Regions from separate parts of the Mus musculus genome. Here all the other regions are linked to region 3. The links are chromatin contacts, called in public Hi-C and HiChIP or PLAC-seq maps. All regions are on one chromosome and are shown on one strand. Each heading gives the region's core, a stretch centred on a gene start, on an enhancer-like site or on the middle of the called end of the contact. The rest is flanking DNA. Distances are from core to core; before and after follow the strand shown. Region 1 overlaps Gm41640 (predicted gene, 41640). Region 2 overlaps Thada (thyroid adenoma associated). Region 3 has its middle 14 kb from the start of 1810073O08Rik.

Evidence for each region. Hi-C and Micro-C count contacts between places; a contact is called where the count stands out from the background. HiChIP or PLAC-seq counts read pairs in DNA pulled down with a chosen protein or histone mark.
Region 1: an H3K27ac HiChIP or PLAC-seq map of the HPC-7 cell line shows a contact between it and region 3, with 12 times the contacts expected there. The contact joins two enhancer-like sites. A contact is called at or near these places in 1 of 15 datasets of contacts at CTCF or cohesin (the NIH/3T3 cell line), 3 of 484 Hi-C or Micro-C datasets (the G1E-ER4 cell line, the N1E-115 cell line and bone marrow-derived macrophages) and 7 of 115 datasets of contacts at active chromatin or transcription factors (the HPC-7 cell line, VIP interneurons, embryonic stem cells and 4 more).
Region 2: a Hi-C map of bone marrow-derived macrophages shows a contact between it and region 3, with 20 read pairs. The contact joins two enhancer-like sites. A contact is called at or near these places in 4 of 39 promoter capture datasets (the C10 cell line, cranial neural crest and neural stem cells), 1 of 484 Hi-C or Micro-C datasets (bone marrow-derived macrophages), 3 of 115 datasets of contacts at active chromatin or transcription factors (large pre-B cells, microglia and oligodendrocyte precursor cells) and 1 of 9 other capture datasets (embryonic tail).

The regions. Positions count from the first base shown.
Region 1 is chr17:84,160,027-84,162,726 of GRCm38.p6, reverse strand. Gm41640 (predicted gene, 41640) reads left to right here. Exons shown (of 6, transcript NR_166901.1): 5 at 190-664; 6 at 996-2,700. Among named protein-coding and RNA genes, the nearest start is that of Gm19696, 4.9 kb to the right of the region's middle. Within about 2 kb of position 1,421, at least 87 of the 459 cell types and tissues checked have an H3K27ac peak or open chromatin away from gene starts, as enhancers often do. A contact at or near this core is called in the G1E-ER4 cell line and the HPC-7 cell line, where this site is marked.
Region 2 is chr17:84,292,112-84,294,811 of GRCm38.p6, reverse strand. The region is part of intron 29 of Thada (thyroid adenoma associated); the gene reads left to right. Among named protein-coding and RNA genes, the nearest start is that of Gm24492, 5.7 kb to the right of the region's middle. Within about 2 kb of position 1,416, at least 33 of the 459 cell types and tissues checked have an H3K27ac peak or open chromatin away from gene starts, as enhancers often do. A contact at or near this core is called in bone marrow-derived macrophages, where this site is marked.
Region 3 is chr17:83,902,478-83,905,177 of GRCm38.p6, reverse strand. No RefSeq gene overlaps it. Among named protein-coding and RNA genes, the nearest start is that of 1810073O08Rik, 14 kb to the left of the region's middle. Within about 2 kb of position 1,392, at least 81 of the 459 cell types and tissues checked have an H3K27ac peak or open chromatin away from gene starts, as enhancers often do. A contact at or near this core is called in the G1E-ER4 cell line, the HPC-7 cell line and bone marrow-derived macrophages, where this site is marked.

The DNA.
Region 1 (2,700 bases), core at 172-2,671, 260 kb before region 3:
TGGCCAGGATACAAGGACCTCTCATCCATTGCTGGTAGGACAGTTCCTTTGGGAGGTAGGTTGTCAGTTCTTTATACAAGGAAATGTGGTCTTACAATGTTCTTTGGCATCTACCCAGAATGAATGGGGGAGTAGAGCCATTCCCAAACCTGACGCAAGAGTTTCAGCAGCCTTATCCTTGTTTTCCAGAACTCCGAAACAGAAAAGATGTTCTTCAAGGCTCCACGTAACCCCTGGCACGTCCATCGAAGGAATCTTGCTCAGCCGTTAGGGTGAAAGAAGAGGCTCCGCGGGGATTTGCTGGAGTTATTATTTTACATGTATGAGTGTTTGGCTTGCACATATATTAAGTGTACCACATGTGTGCCTGGGCCCTTTGGAGTCCAGAAGAAGGTGTTGAATCCTCTGGGGACTGGAGTTACAGATGCTTGTGAGCTGACATGTTGTGGCTGGGGATAGAACCTGGGTCCCTCTGGAAGAGCAACAGTCTCCTTTAACCACTGAGCCACCTCTCCAGCCCCTAGCTTCATGTATACTGACGAGTGAAAGAAATCCACTTGAAAAGGCTACATCTCTCTGTACTGACTGCATGGCATTCTGGGAAAGGGCCCTGGAGATAATCAACTCTCAGCTGCTGCCTGAAGGCAGAGGCAGGGACAAGCAGGTGAGCCCAGAGGGCTTTTAGGGCAGGGAACCGTACTGCATGATAGTACTATAATGACCTCGGAATATATCAGTTAACAGTGAGCCCCAGTGTAAGTTATGGACTTGGAGTGACAGTTTGTCAGTGTGGTCTCATCTGCTGTAACCTGTGAACGGCTCTGGAGTGATGCTGGCCATTCTTCCATAGGGCCCTTCTGGTCCCTATCACCAGGGGAACTGGATTTGGGGATGGCTACTGGAGAGAGTTGAGGAAGTGAGAGAGACTGGGGAGGGGGCTCCCAGCACTGGGGCAGGAGAGCAAGGCCTGTCTTTGTCCCTCTTGTCTCCCACAGTTTCCTGGAGGAGGCTCAAAGGATCCCCAGCCGTTGGCCCCCTTCTCCTCAGCTTCCTGTTTGGCTTCCAGAGAGACGGTTTGGCCGTTGCTGCAGCTGAACCAAGCCAGTTGGCCTGGTGGTAGGGGGGCCACTCAAGGGGGAGTGGGCTGGGAGAGGGGGTGCTGTTAGCTTGGCAAGCAAGGAAACTAACTGTGAGTACTCCGATCCTCAGACCTGCAGCCTTTGAGTGGTTGGCCCTGGCTTCCTGAAGGCTGTATCTAAGCTAAGCAGCTGAGGGCTGGGACCTCATCACCTCCCTCTGTGGGCAGCCTTTCCTCCTGGCCACTTAACTCGCCCAGCCCCTGCTTCCCAGGTGTCTGGGTTCACAAAGGCCAGCCCTGAGCTCAGACTTCCTTCCACCCCACCCACCAGCCCTCACCTTTCACTTCCTTCAGCCTTGAAGGCCCCTCCCACTCAGAGATTAGACCCCAGGCTCTCTGGCGAAGGCCATCACTGCTCACCCTGAGGAAGCTCTGAGCCGAGGTTGAAGACAGAGTCTTGGTGCTAAGTACCTACATCAGGGAACATGTGGGAGTGAGCACTCGGGTGTCAGGAAGAAATGTCCTGCGGTCAGAATTTAGAGGGTGAATAGAGTTATTTGGAAAAGAGGGTCAGGGTGTTTCAATAACAAAGGCCCACAAGGGGGTGAGCACCAGACATGGGCAGGGATGCAGTTAAAGAAGCAACTGGAAAGAAGATGCTCTAAAGCCAGTTAGGACAGCATCTGCCCATTCCACCCTGACACCAGTCCTCAGGAGGTTCAGGTCCTGCAGAGTAAGGCCAGCGTTCCCTGGGATTTATAGGACCACAGCCCCTGCAAGTCTGGGCCTCCTTGCTAACCTATATAGTCAACCTCTAAAGGTGAGTCTCTAAGGGAGACTGATGTCATTGTCCTACCTCTAGATTGGGAGTGGAGAGAGAACCATTCACATGGCTAGAGACATAGCTCTCGCCCTGGAGAAGAAAAAAAATGGCAGGCTCTGCTTCTCACACTCCAGACTCTGGAGCCACGGAGGCTGAGACAGCCAGGAGGCTGCGGCCGGGAGCACACACGCTCGGAAACACTAGGTGTGCCTTGCAAGATTGGTGCCTTGCAAGGTGGAGAGGTACCCCGTGCTCAGAGGCATCGACAAGAGAGACACTTCACTTGGGGTTACACAAAGGGGTGCCTTGAGATGAGCATTCTGCATGTGACAGTGGATACAGAGGGACCCAGTTTTTGTTTCTCCAGCCCCAGCATAGCCACATGGCCTCCTCCTGACAAGAGAAAGTGAAAACATGTTTGCCCCACAGTAGTCCTGCTGGCCCAGTGATGAAGATCTTCCAGGGCTAGCACTTGGCCTCCATTCTGGGACATTCTAGCAGAAGCCCTATTTCCTAAGAAAGCCCTTTTCTCTTCTCTACACCTGCTGCCAGTTCTGTGCCTTTGTCCCAATTGACATAAGCCTGAGCCTGCGATGCTCGGGGCCTCTCTGCTTCTGCCATGAGCCGTCTGTCAAACTGGCCACACAGGGCCATGCTTTCTCAAAGCATGTGAAGCTACCACAGGGAGGTGGACCTCGGGAGTTCTGGGAGAGAACTACTAAACAGAGTGAACACACTAAATAGAAAACAATCAGAGAATTAGAGGATGCCTTTAATCCCAGCACTCGGGAGGCAGAGG
Region 2 (2,700 bases), core at 167-2,666, 390 kb before region 3:
TTTAATTTAGGCTTAATCTAACATTTCATAGTTTATTTTGTTGCCCAGATGTCTCTGGTTTCAGCCACTGTAAACTCAGGTTTGTTCTTGTCTCTTTAACATACTTCCATACTTTTAGTTTGATTTGTTGCTTTTTCTTTTCTGGCATTACAAGATGTTTTCAGCTCACCTAGGTCTAGAATTAGTAATCTCCCAAGAAGCCCTGATTCCTTTTATTGGCAAATGATATTAGACACCAAAATCACAATAGTGTGTACTCATTGCTACTGAGGTACCACTAATTCTAGATGTGCTCTTTAAACAGAGTTAGGAAACCCACATAAATATATTAACCTATTTATATGCACACATAATTTTTCTATATCAGTCTGCATCTGTGTTAAGCTAGCAGGAGACCATACTGATTTGATTCTGGTGCAGTACTGTATAGCCCATTCTATTTTACTTTCTTATCTGTAGCCTCTCACTTAAGGAGCAAGAAATCTAGGGTTTATTAATTTTAGATAACAGTTAGTTTCAGTATGATGCTTTCATATGTATATATGGAATCAATATAGATGTAGACATAGACCATACTCACCTCTATTACAGACCGAGGTCTTTCTGGCCAACCCTGCAATTCCTACAGTCTGGTCCTTGCACTTAGAGAAACAGGCTTTCTTTCTCACAGTAGAAGTACATAGAGGTAGGCATGCTGTGTATATATCTAGGCTGCTAGAGCCTCTGTCCAAACCTTCTGAGCATTCATAATTGTCAGCATCTGACTTTATTTTCATTTAGCACTTGGGCCTCAATCAGAAAACAGCCAGCAGAATGATAGCTCTTGACTTCAAGAAAGGTTAAATTGTATTGCACATACTTAACACATGGCCTTCAGGAATGGAGCTGAACGTTTAGAATATCAGTCTTTATCACGTGTTGTCTGAGGACAGCCAGTAAACCTGGAGTACCAAATTTAATTTGGAAAGAGATATTAGTTCTGTATGTTTTTCACAGTAAATTCAAAGAGTACTTTGAAAATGACTTGAGCAAACCAGGGGCCATTTTTGAAAAGCAACTGATACTAGTTTTTAGAAAATTGTTAGCTAGGTTGTCTCAGCTACTTGGGAAGGATCTGGAATCAAGACCGTGCATCATACAGAGTACATGTACCCTGACAGTTTAAATGTAGCAAGGCACAGCGAGGTGGGGAAATACAGATGTTTTCTCAGTGGTCTCTCCATACACCAAAGATTTTCTGGTTATGAAAAAGACAGACCCAGAGGAGGGCTGTTGTGTTCCCTACAGGCACAACTTTAACCCTGCTGTAGGTGTTGGCTCTCAGCTACACCAGCGCTGAGCAGCTTCACGGCCGTGTGCTCTAGAGTTGAGTTGTGAACACCGACACAGATCTCACAAGATTCTCTTGCAAGATGATTTGCTTGCTTATGCCTTGTTTTCTTCCTCTTCCTGGAGCCTTTGCTGAGACAGACTCTCAGTCTGCTTCCTTCACTATCACCCCTGTCAGCAGTTCTGTAACAGGATTAAAGGGATACCACAGTTTCCAAAAATAGAGGTTCAAGAGGCTTACTGCCCAGCCCAGGGAAATCAAAATATTCAGTTTTATATTACTTGGGATACAGGTTTTCAGTGACCCACTTTGAAACTTTGTGTGTAGAAATTGAAAATGGTTACAAAATCACTTTTGTATAAACTTCAGTTGGAGTTCATTGGAACTTTATCTGAACAGTTTTTTAGAAAGAATTTCACAAAAAGGTAGATTATCTCTTGTCTTCTAATAACTGGAGGGATAAAGAACAAATCAGGCAGGGACTCTAAGTGTTTTTACCATTTTAAAAGAGGAAATGTCATGTTTTATTGTGACTACTTTGTTCCTACTTGGTTGTAGTTTGAGATTTAGCCCTGGGTGTTTTGTTGTTGTGGTTCTGTTTGTAATGCTCCATCGGCATTGTGAACAGAGAACTGTGAGATGCAAAGAGGATTGAGTCTGAGGGTTGGGTCTGCGTAGTCCTGGACTTGGTATTATCTTCCCCTATTTTCTAGATGTTTGACACAGGCAGGCCATGTAAACTTTGCACAATAGCCTATCCTTTGATATATAAAGGTACCATAATTTGCACTGTTGATATGAAAAGAGATGTTATGGTGTGGGAGAGCTGGTTCAGTGGTTAAGAGCACTGGCTGCTCTTGCAGAGGCCCTGAGTCTGGTTCTAGAACCCATGTCATGCAGCTCATAACTGCCTGTAACTCCAGCCCTTTCCTGATCTCTGTGAGCACCCACTTATACATGGCATACACTCAGACAGACGTGTGTACATACAGAATAAATAAATAAACAAATATTCTAGTTAAAAAGTAGAGCTACTATATATGCAAGTTTCAAATGCAGTGGTGGCTGGCAACTGTCTTTCATAATAATGATGAAGATAATGTGAAGTTTAAAATGCCATTATAAAAAATTATTTGTTACAAAATAAAATTTAAAATAAATACATGGATAAATAAAATCACTACTCAGACAAATATAAAATGAATATGTACAAAGTTGTATTTAATTCATTAGTTAATAAAGGAACCAGAAAACTTTTTATGGTCAGTCCAATGAACACTTGAAAACTCGGGCATCTGCAGGCAATGAAACGTAAATGCTAGGATAGGATTTCTGAATTCGATGTAAAACAATTTAATATTCAACAGATT
Region 3 (2,700 bases), core at 143-2,642:
GAGAGACTGAAAGGGTAAGGGGTGGGTTTGGGGTTTTTGTTTTTTTTTTTTTCACTTCTAATATATCATTGGCCAACAAACTTTGGTTCATTTAATTTCTAACTAAAGCATGAATTTCCATGAATTTCCAACACAGTGCAGCCTATAGGATAGAATGCAACATATCCTATAATTCAAATTTTTCTAGAAGTCAAGCTTATAAAGTAGAAAGAAACTGATAAAAATCATTCAAACAACAAGTTTCCTTAACTCAAGATACGGTTTCTACATGACATGGTGGCGAACAATAATAATAAGCGATTTTTCTATTGTTCTTGCCTTCCTTTTCCCTGTTTTTAAAAAGCCACTGTAGGCAGATGCGGTGCTCTCTCTAGTGATCCCAGCATCTGGGAGGCTGAAATTCAGTGGGTCTAAGTCTGAGGCAAGCGATCCTGGGCTGCATATCAAGATCTTGTTGGAAACAAAAGAGAGAACACAGAACGAGAGAGGAGAGAAATGGAGGAGAAGAGAGAGAGAGAAGAGAGGGGAAGGAAAAGCAGAGATGCAGTTAAAAACAGGCACAGAGAAAGCAGGATGCAATTGAGAGTCTCCATCTCGTCTGGTACCAACAATGATCACTTAGAATCAGCCAAAACCACTGACTAGGGATAAGAAAGACCATAGAATTTATACACTCTGATTTTTTTTTTCAGGGATCAACCCCCTCTCCCAAAGAATGTACAAACAGAAAGGGGCTTGAGATGTTTCTCAGTGACAGGGCATCATCTCATAACAGGCCACCCTAGAGCTGGCGCTAGGGGTCACTAATTCAGATAGCCATTTAATGGCCAATTCTCTGCTGTTGGACCCTTTCCAGTCAGTTTTCAATTTAGACCAGGCCACCAGGACCACCATGTCAGTCAAGTATAAACCAAGAGCTATGTTTGAAAGCTGAGGCGCCCCTGTCGCTGGCTTGCTCAGGAAACCCAGGGAAGGCCTCCCATCCCTGCCTCATTCACTTAATGATGAGCATGAAAAAGAGACTCTACCCCATGATAAAGACGGAGGACGTTCCAAATAATCATACCAATAATAACTAAAGACCATGTGTTCACTGAACCTTGGGCACATCTCTCCCAGGAGTATCCATATTTCAGGTGATCAAAATACATGCCTGACAAGAGATCTCTGTATTCTCTGTATTGAAAGCTCAACTCTGCTGGCTGAAAATGAAATTTAAACTTTTTTGAAATGTAAGATTTGCTGACTAACTTATTTTACTTTGTCTACTTTATCTGGTTGTTCTGGGAACGGAAGCCTGAGGCGCTGTAGGTGCTAAGTGAGAGCTGCATTCCTAAGCCCACTTCACCTTGGAGCTCACCAAAGCTGCTCAGGGTGGCCTTGAACTCACTGTGTAGCCCAAGCAGCTCTTGAACTTGGGATCTTCCCGCCTCAGCACCTCACCTCACCTCACCCCACCCCACAAGTAGCCGAGCATTCCTCACCAACCCAGTTTCATTTCTACACATTCTTGCAAAACAGCAAGCCCCAGAACTGTCTGTCTCGGCCAGTTACAGTCAACAATCCCAGTTTAAGGAAGAAAGCCCGAGGTGTAATTAGAGCATCACGATGCAGTACTGCCACCTGTCGGCAGCCTCAATCCCAGCACGTTCCCCAGGAGGATACAATCAGCTTCTAGGACTGTTTCTTTCAAAATGTGCTCTCTGATCCACGTAGCTTGTTAAAAATGCACATTGCTGAGCCATGTAGGACCCGAGTCCACATGACAGACACCAAACAGCCACACTTAACTGAATGTCCCAAGTGATCTTTATGCACAGTAAACTCGAGAAAATGATCAATCTAAAGGACTTGTCTAATCGATGCAAGCTGAGAAAACTCAGAGGCAGCGAATGCTGGAGAACTCGTTTTCCCTGATGCTGAACAGAGCGAAGACTGCTATTTGTTGAGTCTGGTGGGATCCACAGAGTTGGTTTATGTAGAAATAACACCTTGTGCCTAGTACACAAAGCTAAAACAAACCTAAGTCCCATCTCCCTGTCTCTGTCTCTATGTCTCTTTCTGTCTCTGTCTCCTTGTCTTTGTCTCTCTCTGTCTGTCTCTGTCTCCCTGTCTCTGTCTCTTTCTATCTCTCTCTTTGTCTCTCTCCCTCTGTCTGCCTCTCTCTCTTTCTCTCTGATGACACCCCAAAACCCTGTCATCAGGTACCTGTAGCTCCCCTCCCTTGTCACCCCAGCCCAACTCTGTCCCCTTCACATCTGGATCCAGCCAGCTGCTTCAGAGCCCTCTCACTTCACCTCCATTCCTTGACCCTGCTGCTTTATAAACCTTGCAGTACTCACTACCCGTCAAGGTGACAGCTTGTCCCGTATCACCTTCCCAGAGGCCTCTCTGGGGAACCTTTTAGGCTAAACTAGGTTCTCCCCTCCTTGCTAACCACAAAAATTTGCTATATGCAACCACATTGCCTGATACACACATCCTGCCCACACGCATGACTGTAAACTCTTCACAGGCAGAAAGAGCTGTGTCTCCAAGAGTCCCCAACCTGGCAAAACCTCTACCTTGTAGCTAGCAGGCTTCCCTCAGCCTTTGTAGAATGAATATGTATTTTCAAAAACAACAAGAAATCTGTCTGATTTTTTTTCCCCAATGGTAAAGCGGTAAGACTGGGAGGGTGCAGGGAGAGGGCAGGAACAG